Regions from separate parts of the Mus musculus genome. Here region 1 is linked to region 2. A link is a contact called in public targeted proximity ligation data. All regions are on one chromosome and are shown on one strand. The core of a region is the stretch at or near the end of the contact, and the rest is flanking DNA. Distances in the headings are between cores, read along the strand shown. Region 1 holds the start of Tmem109 (transmembrane protein 109). Region 2 holds the start of A430093F15Rik (RIKEN cDNA A430093F15 gene).

What was found.
Region 1: a contact with region 2 is called in a targeted proximity ligation map of pancreatic cancer cells. A contact is called at or near these places in 8 of 39 promoter capture datasets (the C10 cell line, the HPC-7 cell line, cranial neural crest and 5 more), 5 of 484 Hi-C or Micro-C datasets (CD8 T cells, the G1E-ER4 cell line, bone marrow-derived macrophages and 2 more), 23 of 130 datasets of targeted methods (the 230-238 cell line, CD8 T cells, the NIH/3T3 cell line and 17 more) and 4 of 9 other capture datasets (adipose tissue, liver, macrophages and 1 more).

Annotation. Positions count from the first base shown.
Region 1 is chr19:10,880,458-10,884,848 of GRCm38.p6, forward strand. Tmem109 (transmembrane protein 109) reads right to left here and starts at 1,286. Exons shown (of 4, transcript NM_134142.1): 1 at 1,195-1,286.
Region 2 is chr19:10,738,748-10,743,105 of GRCm38.p6, forward strand. A430093F15Rik (RIKEN cDNA A430093F15 gene) reads left to right here and starts at 2,200. Exons shown (of 4, transcript NR_027805.1): 1 at 2,200-2,255. It overlaps Cd5 (CD5 antigen), which reads right to left and starts at 227. Exons shown (of 11, transcript NM_007650.3): 1 at 48-227. The coding sequence starts at 99.

The sequences.
Region 1 (4,391 bases), core at 36-2,535, 140 kb after region 2:
ACCCACTCAGACCCTCCCAGGGAGGAGCTCAGCCTTTTTGTTTTGTTTTTAAAGCTCCCCAGGATTCCTGAGGCATAATCAAACAGTGGTTGCAAAGATCAGCAACGCAGAGAAAAGTCTACTTTAAGCAAAGCCTCCTAAGAGCTCTCTGTACAAAGGACACAGGTTCAGATCTATCACAAGTTAGCCGCCACTACCTTTACACCTGTTACTTAACCTATCTGAAATTCAATCTCCTCAAATGTAAGTTCTGTTGAAACTGGGTTAAGAGTTACTTCAAGAAGTTAGATAATTTGTGCAAGCACTGTGTTCAAAGTTTGTCCCACAGCCTCCCAGTGACTCTCAGACTAACTTGACATTAACTTTTCTTGGAATCCCCAGCACCTAGCATAGAATGACTAAGTGCTTGCTAAATGAGTATCAGAAGCCCTGCCAAGAAGCCACAAGTGTAGGACATAAAGACATGGAGAGGTGGCGGGGGGGGGGGGGGGAGGGAAGGGGAGGAGGTTATTTGAATAGTCAGTCCAAATATACGACAGCCACATGAGAAGCACAGCTGAGATAGAAGGTCCTAAACGTGGCGAAGTCACCACTAAGGAGAATGAAGTCAGCGTTCTGGCAGGTCGGAGGCAGCCCTCGCTAAACCCCTGACAGCTGCTACCCAGCAACTGTTTGTGGGGCAGGGTGTTTGCAAAGGGGGGGGGGGGGGGTGTGCAGCCTTGCCGCTCCCTTCCCAAGGCCCAGACTCCAGGCAATAGGGTCAGTGGCATGTGCTATTTCGAACAGCACATCCCCTGCCAAGCACTCCATAGTGGCGTCGCGAGGCCCATGAGGTCAGGATACCCTGAGGGGGGCTCCAACTGAGGCGGCAGGAGGCTGGACCATGGGGCTGGGGGAGGTGTGCAGTTCGGCACTGGCCTCATCCCCCAAATCTGGCAGCTGCTCCCTCCGGAGGGCTAGACCTCAGCGCTCGAACCCACTCATCCCGGGAAACACTCTCCTCCAGGGTTACCTAGTAACAACGCCCCTGGTTGCATAGCAACGAGGATCTGGGTCCCATACTTGTTAAGCCCCACGTTCCACGTTCGACCCCTCCCCACTAGGGCTCGCAAGGCCTTGCGGCTCCGCCCTGTTACCTCCTGCAAATCTGTCCTTTAAGCTGCATCTACAGCCCTGGTCTCGGCCCTCACTCACCCTGCTCCGGTCACCGCTATCCTTCACGTGGGACTTCGCTAGAAAACGCGCCACCAAACCGGCGCCTCAACTCCCGGGGTGTTGGTTTATAGTCTGCGCATGCGCGGGGCGGTCGACGGAGGAGACTGGCAGGTCTTTCTGGCAGGCATCGTGGACGCATGCGCTCTGCTCGCTCCATTATGGTTTGTACGTGTTTTTTCCCTCCCAAATATTTCCAAGAGAAGAATGGCGCCGGAAATTGGAGTTGGAACGGAAGCGAAGCCTTTGGCAGGAAAGGGGAAAGAAAGAACTGTCGAGGCTGTGGCGTGGGTAGAGTTGGTGCTCGATGCGGGATTCGGTGCAGATCCGAGTCTACAACGCATTTAGGGCGGCAGTTTCCTCCCGGGAAGTGCAGTTCCTAAGGCGGGGCGCTGGCGAGCACTTGGAGGGCTGAGAAACCTTTCACGCTAAAAATGGCACATCAGGGGGGAAAGGCACAAGGTGTTAGTGGGCACATGAACGGTGTACGGCCTTGGAGAAACTCATATGCTCTGGAAGAGAGCAAAACCTCACCCAAAATGTGTGGGTGACCACCAAAGCTTTGCTTACAATTGTTAGGGAAAGGAAAGCAACCCAGGTGCCCTGGGGTTATTTTGTTTGTTTGTTTGTTTTAAACCTTAGAACACTGAGGTAGCTTTGTGGATGAGGTAGGCAGAGATGTAAAAATTGTTTAAAGGTTTATTTATATGAATACACTGTAGCTGTCTTCAGACACACCAGAAGAGGGCATCAGATTCCATTACAGGGGGTTGTGAACCACCATGTGGTTGCTAGGAATTGAACTCAGGACCTCTGGAGGAGCAGTTAGTGCTCTTCACCGCTGAACCATCTCACCAACCCATAAATTTTAAAATTACGTGTAGTTATGTATTCTATGCATGCGTTCGGGTGTGCAGGCACAATACAATACTCCTATGGAAGTCAGTTCTCTCCTGCTGTGTGGATCCCGGAGATTGAATCCGGGTTGTCAGGCGTGCCTTAGTGGAAAAGATCTCAGGGGTGGTGGGGGTGGGAGTGGTGTTTTTGGTTTCTTTCTAGACTTAGTTTTAGTTTGCAAGTGCCTTTTGGGAAATTAACATAGGCACACATATTAGAAATGTATGGGAACATTGGAAGGGAAAGGAGGACTTCCCTTAGGAGTCTTGTTAAAACCTCCCATCAACTGAGAATCAAAAACTACTTTAGGTGTTTCTCTCTTCCCAGCTGTAAACCTACAAGTTTCTAAGAACTTCACTAGAAACTTACATTTACAGTAAGAAAGACCTGTCCTAGCCCTCCCCTAAAGGGTGCAATCCTAGTGGCTCATAGTTATATTTTACTAGATTATATTCCTAACCCAGTCACTTCTGGAGCCATCCTATAATATCACTAATCAGAAAGAGAGAAAAGGATAAAAAAACCAATTCTTAACAACCCTTTTAAGGCATAACTTGAGAGCTGCCAGGATGTTTTATATGGGCTAATGGTGTGACACTTATTTGTGACTCCCTCTTCAGAATCCTATATAAACACTTGGTTATGTCTTACTCTTTTCCTGGTCTCTGTCTCTCTCCCCCACCCCCTCTGTTAAATCATGTTCCTAAAAATATGTATCAACTTATCTTTAATAAACTTCAACTCTGGTTCTTTTGACTGGTAGGGGACTTGAGACAAAGTTTCTTTGTGTAGCCTTAGCTGTACTGGGACTAGCTCTGAAGACCAGGCTATCCCTGAACTCAGAGAGATCTGCCTGCCTCTGCTTCTGGAGTGCTGGGATTAAAAGTGTATACTACTATTACCGCCCAGCTAGCCTTACTTTCTTTTCTGTGTTGAAAGGATCAAGTTTTACCTGAGTCAAGTCCCTAAAAGATGGAATTGGAGAGATGGCTTAGTGGTTAAGAGCAGTGACTGCTCTTCCAGAGGTCCCGAGCTCAATTCCCAGTATCCACATGGTGGCTCACAACCATCTGTAATGGGATCTGATGCCCTCTCCTGGTGTGCATGAAGACAGACAGCTACAGTGTACTCATAAGAATGAATGAAACTATTTTTGAAAGGAAAACATAAAATTATTAGAAGAATGTGCTTTTGTCTTAATCCCAGGGGTAGGGATGTGAGGCATGGCTTTGCCTGCTGCAGATAGTTTCTGCAATTGTGTGACATTTGGAATTCTGTGAACTTTGCAGAGGGTATATAAATGCTAGCGCTCAGGCTGGAGAGATGGCTCAGCAGTTAACACTGACTGCTCTTCCAAAGGTCCTGAGTTCAAATCCCAGCAACCACACGGTGGCTTACAACCATCTGTATTGAGATCTAATGCCCTCTTCTGGAGTGTCTGAAGACAGCTACAGTGTACTTACATATAATAGATAAGTAAAATCTTGAAAGAAAGAAAGAAAGAAAGAAAGAAAGAAAGAAAGAAAGAAAGAAAGAAAGAGAAAGGAAAGAGAGAGAATAAAAAATAAAAATAAATGCTAGAGCTTCCTGATTGGCAGTAGTGGTTATTGGTCATTTAGGGAGTTTGGTTGTGGTTTGTTAGTAGTGCCAAAGAAGACACAAAAGGAAAGAAATTAGATTCAGGGAGTTTTCTAATTTTTCTCTCCCTATCTTTGTTTCTCTCCTATCTTCTGTTAGGAGGTAAAGTGGAGGTAAAGTGAGGAAGAGGGAGAACTCACAAAGTAGCAAAGATGAGTTACAAGTGGTACACAACGTGGGGCTTGAAAGTTAAGGATAAAAATGAGATCTTGGGGGCTGGAGAGATGGCTCAGCAGTTAAGAACACTGACTGCTCTTCCAGAGGACCAGAGTTCAAATCCCAACAACCACATGGTGGCTCACAACCATCTGTAATGAGATCTGATGCCCTCATCTGGAGTGTCTGAAGACAGCTACAGTGTACTTATTTATAATAATAAATAAATCTTTTTTTAAAATCTTTTTTTATAATAATAAATAAATCTTTAAAAATAAATATTTTTATAATAATAAATAAATCTTTACTGTAGCTCACTTGTTTCTGAAAGCGTTTCAGAGTTGACTGGGCAGCTGCAGAGGCTGCAAGTGGAGGTGGATGCACTTGGGAACTGAGGAGCACTGGAAAAGAGAAAGCAAAGTCTCAGTCCTGGTGACTGATCCTGAGAGTGGGAGCATCCCACAGGAGGGAAGAGGGAAAGAAACTGT
Region 2 (4,358 bases), core at 950-3,449:
TGCACAGGTATTCAGCCTGGCAGTACCCAGTACCGGCAGAGACTCACCCAGCGTTCCCAGCAGGTATGTGGCAGCCAGCAGCACTTCGTGGGAGTCCATGGATAATGGCCTTCTGCTGCCTCAGCCTCAGTGAGCTCAGCTGGCCAGCCAGGAGAGGTGTCTGACTCAGTGTCTTACTGTCTTGGAGGGAGGGGGCATAAACAGGGGTGGAAAGGGGAAGCAGGCAGTGTGGGCCTGTGTCACTGCCAACCCTGTTTGAAGTTGAACTGTCAACTTCCTCCCTGTGAAACCACCTGCCCCAATTAGAATGGAGGCCTGAGTCTCTGTCAGCTTCCTGCACGAGGTGCCTGGAACTGCGGTAGTGCCCACTGGCCATTCTCATGGCTGGGCAGAACCAGGTGTCCTTGTGGGATGGGACTGTGGGGCAGAGAGAGGCTGGGAACTCCAGAGAGAGGTCGTTCTACTCTCAGGAGAGCTCACCCGAGGTAAAAGGGCAAGGGCCCGAGACAGGAGCCTTCCCTACAGGATTCTGAGTGGGGTGGGGACTGTGCAGGCGAGCAACTTCAGGTCTTATTGCAGGGTCAATAAGGAAAACCAAGACACAAGCCCTGCTCACTCCTGATGGTGTACGGGGCTGGAAGTCCATAATCTGAGTTGAATCCCTATGGGGATCTAAGCAAAGAAACAAAACAAAACAAGACCTTGCTAGGTAGCCCATGTAAGCCTGGAGTTTGTGGTAATCCTCCTGCTTCAGTCTCACAAATGTTAGAATTACAAGCGGGAGCTGCTGTGCCTAAGAATCCAAGAGTAATATTTTACCAGCAAGTATGGGGAGGAGAGTGTCTTCATCTGAGTTGAACTTGCAGCACTGTGTGTGTGTGTGTGTGTGTGTGTGTGTGTGAGAGAGAGAGAGAGAGAGAAAGAGAGAGAGAGAGAGAGAGAGAGAGAGAGAGAGAGAGAGAGAGAGAGAGAGAGAGAGAGAGAGAGAGAGATCTCCCTGTTGGTGTGAGATGCCCATTTTGGGTATGATCTCCATGTTAGGTATGAGATAGATATTCATGTTGGGTGTGAGATCTCCATGTTGTATGGTCTCTGGATCTAGATTCGTTCATTCATTCATTCATTCATTCATTCATTCATTCATTCATTCATTCAACATTATCAATGATATGCAAGAACTAGAAATGCAGCTGGCATGGTGATACACACCTTTTAATCCCAGCACTCAGGAGACAGAGGCAAGGTGATCTCTGTGAGTTTGAGGCCAGCCTGGTCTACAAAGTGAGTTCCAGGACAGCCAGGGATGTTACACAGAGAAACTCTTGTCTGGTGGTGGTGATGGGTTGGGTGCTGGGGACAGTCCCTACCTGGTGTGTCTGTTATTTTTTCCTTTGCTGGAACCCAGTGTCTCATGCTTACAAGGCAAACACTCTCAACTGATCTGTATCCCTAGCATCCCTTTGTTTCTTAAGTGCCCATCGGAGCCTATTTCCTCACAGTTTATAGAGAGCTTCACTGTCCATTGACCAGCCAGCCCACGCCCTCGCATATGCATGCATGCACACGCATGTGCACACACGCGCACACACACACACACACACACACACACACACACACACATGCACACACTCACACACACACACACACACACACATGCACACACTCACACACACACACACACACACACACACACACACACACATACACACACACACACACACACATGCACACACAAGGAAACCGACATCTCCTTCCACAGACCTCCAGACTCACTTCTTTATCAAAGGCAATCCAAACCCGGAGCTTTAGATTTATTTCCCCTTCACAGGCCTGAGTGTGATCTACTAGGTGGCTTCACTATGTGTTCCAACCTTCATAGAAGTCTGAATGTATTACCTCAGTTACTGGCTGTGTACCGGAGGGAACCCTAGTGGTGGGGTCCCTGCACTCCAGGTCCGTAGCTCTTCCCCTGCCACCGACTCCCTAGTAACTACCCCACAAAGTTTTCTACCTTGCATCCCCTAGACCTCAGGTCCTGTGCCAGCTGGGGACCCCAGACCCCAGGCGACAGTTTCCTGTCCTATCACCCGCACTTTCCATGACACAAGAGGAAGTCAGCTGAGCTGGCTGGGTTTTCCATGCCGCCGCTTGGTGGAGGCAAAGGTGGGGGAGGGGGGATGAGCCCCCTAGGCCAGTTTCAGAACCTCAACAGCCTCCGAGGGACAGGCTCTGCCCTATTGCCTTGGCGACACCAGGTAACCTCTGGAGAGTTGCCTTACTGGACTTTCTGGTTTGGGTCACTCCTCAGTGATTCCAACACTGGTTCTTTTGGATGGGGGTGGGGAGAAGGTGGCAAAGGAGCCACAAGGAGGTGGGGTGAGGGTGAAGGGGGGAGGGGGATGGGAGCTGAGGAATGTGAGGGCCTGAAGCAGATCAACATTGGTTGGATGACTAAGTGAAATCTATAGGATGGATACCTTCCAAGTGTTTATTTGATGAGTGACTGAGTGACTCAGTCACTGGGATCTTCTGTACTGGCAGCCTTGAGCACGACCAGCTCAGGCTGGCTGTCCATCTTCCCTACCCAGCTTAGGGAGTGCACCCCTGACCTACTGTTGCTCCTTGCCTGGGAGTGGAAGAGCAAGGGAAGACCTCTTGTCTGTTGAAGGGACTGTCCGAGGGAGGGAGGGAGAGGTACTGACCCTCCAATACCTGCTCTTTGAGTGTGGCCATTGCTCTGTGACCTTGAGTGAGTCCCGTGGAGCTGGGGTCCTCAGTTGGTTCCTGTGTAGCATAGGGGAGTTGGATGACCCCAGGGCAGCCCTCCTTCAGATTGTAGAGGGAAGGGTGTGCCCAGGTGCCTTCAGAGGAGGGACTTCCTCTGTTTTGGGACCTAAAGGATTTGGCTCTTGGTGGGAGGACATCAGCTTGAACTCTTGGGGGAAGCAGAGGTCGGAGGTTTCCAGGGCACTTACCCTGTGCACCAGAAGGGCCAGGTGAGATCTCAGCAGGCTCCCGATTGCCTGCCTCCCTTGGAACAGCACCAGCCTCTCATATATGTGGTGAAACTGAGTCACTTAATGAAGTAAATTACCTAAATTCCCCTTGTGTAATGTATTTAAGAAGGCTACCTTATGATATGCCCCGTGGAGTATTAGCACAAACACTGGCTCAGAGGGAAGGTTCTAGAATCCATGGTTGTTAGTTTTCAGTGACAACTGGCATAGTTGGGTAGAAACAACTTGGAGTCTAGAAGCTGGCTTAATTTCTGAGGGGGGATATTAGGAAAGCTACTGCCCCATTCCGAGATCCATCTCCCTGCAGCTCGGGGCATCTGGAAGCTGCCCTGGTAATGACATGCAGGGCTTGTGAGGTAGAGTGCTCCCCGTGTGAGGTCAGTCTCCCAGGCTCAGCCCATGCTTTCCTGCAAGGAAGCTCTCTAAAGTGGAGGCTCTCTAAAGTGACCAGCCTTCCCCACCACGGCTGCCTCTCTAGCCAGCCCACAGTTCTGACTCCTGCTTTCTCTTCTGTTGCTCTTTTGAGCGACACTGAGCCTGTTTGACCACAGGTAAACGTGAGAAAACAAGGCTGCTTAAGGCTGTTAACCAAGCCCATTTTTCCGATGAACCACTTGAGGATCACTGAGGTTAGGTGGATCCCCAAAGGTGCACAGCTCACGAACAGTGAGGTTTGTGCCTCCAGGTCTCCCGGCAGGTAGATGTCCCCTTTCTTACATACCACCTGTCTCTTATTTCAGATGGCTGCATCCATTTGCCCAAAAGGAACTCTTGTTCTATAAAGCAGGCAGACACACAGAACCTGAGTGGTGAGGTGGACAAAGGCACCTGTAGGAATGCATGTACTGGGTCCTCTATATGGTAGAGAGCTGAGGGTGGGAGGGTCCTTCCTCTTAGAGCAGTGGACAATCCCAGCCCTTAGAGCAGAGTTGCTCCTGAAGCTGCCTGCCTTGTTGATCACCCAGCCCAGGCCTGTTTTCCTTGAGAGCATAAGGCAAATCTCTCAAGGGACATGAGGACAGGATGTGGGAAGGGCCAGCCTGAGGGGACTGTAGAGAAACCGGTAGCCATTGCTACTTGTGAGGAAGTCAAGGAGGGAGGAAGGACACTGGAAGGATGAGCGGTTTCCCATTTACTGGTGGGATGGGTTTTCTAGGTTGAGGGAAGAGTCGACACAAAGGCTTCTGGGTCCTGCAAGGTAGTAGCTAGTCTGGGACAGGCAAGAAGGGTACAGAGCTGGAACTTGGGATGTGAGTCCTGCCTGGCTCAATCATTATCGCTGCGTGTTTGAGGTGAAGGCTCTCCCCTAGAACCCAGTTTCCCTGTGATATAAAGGGTTTT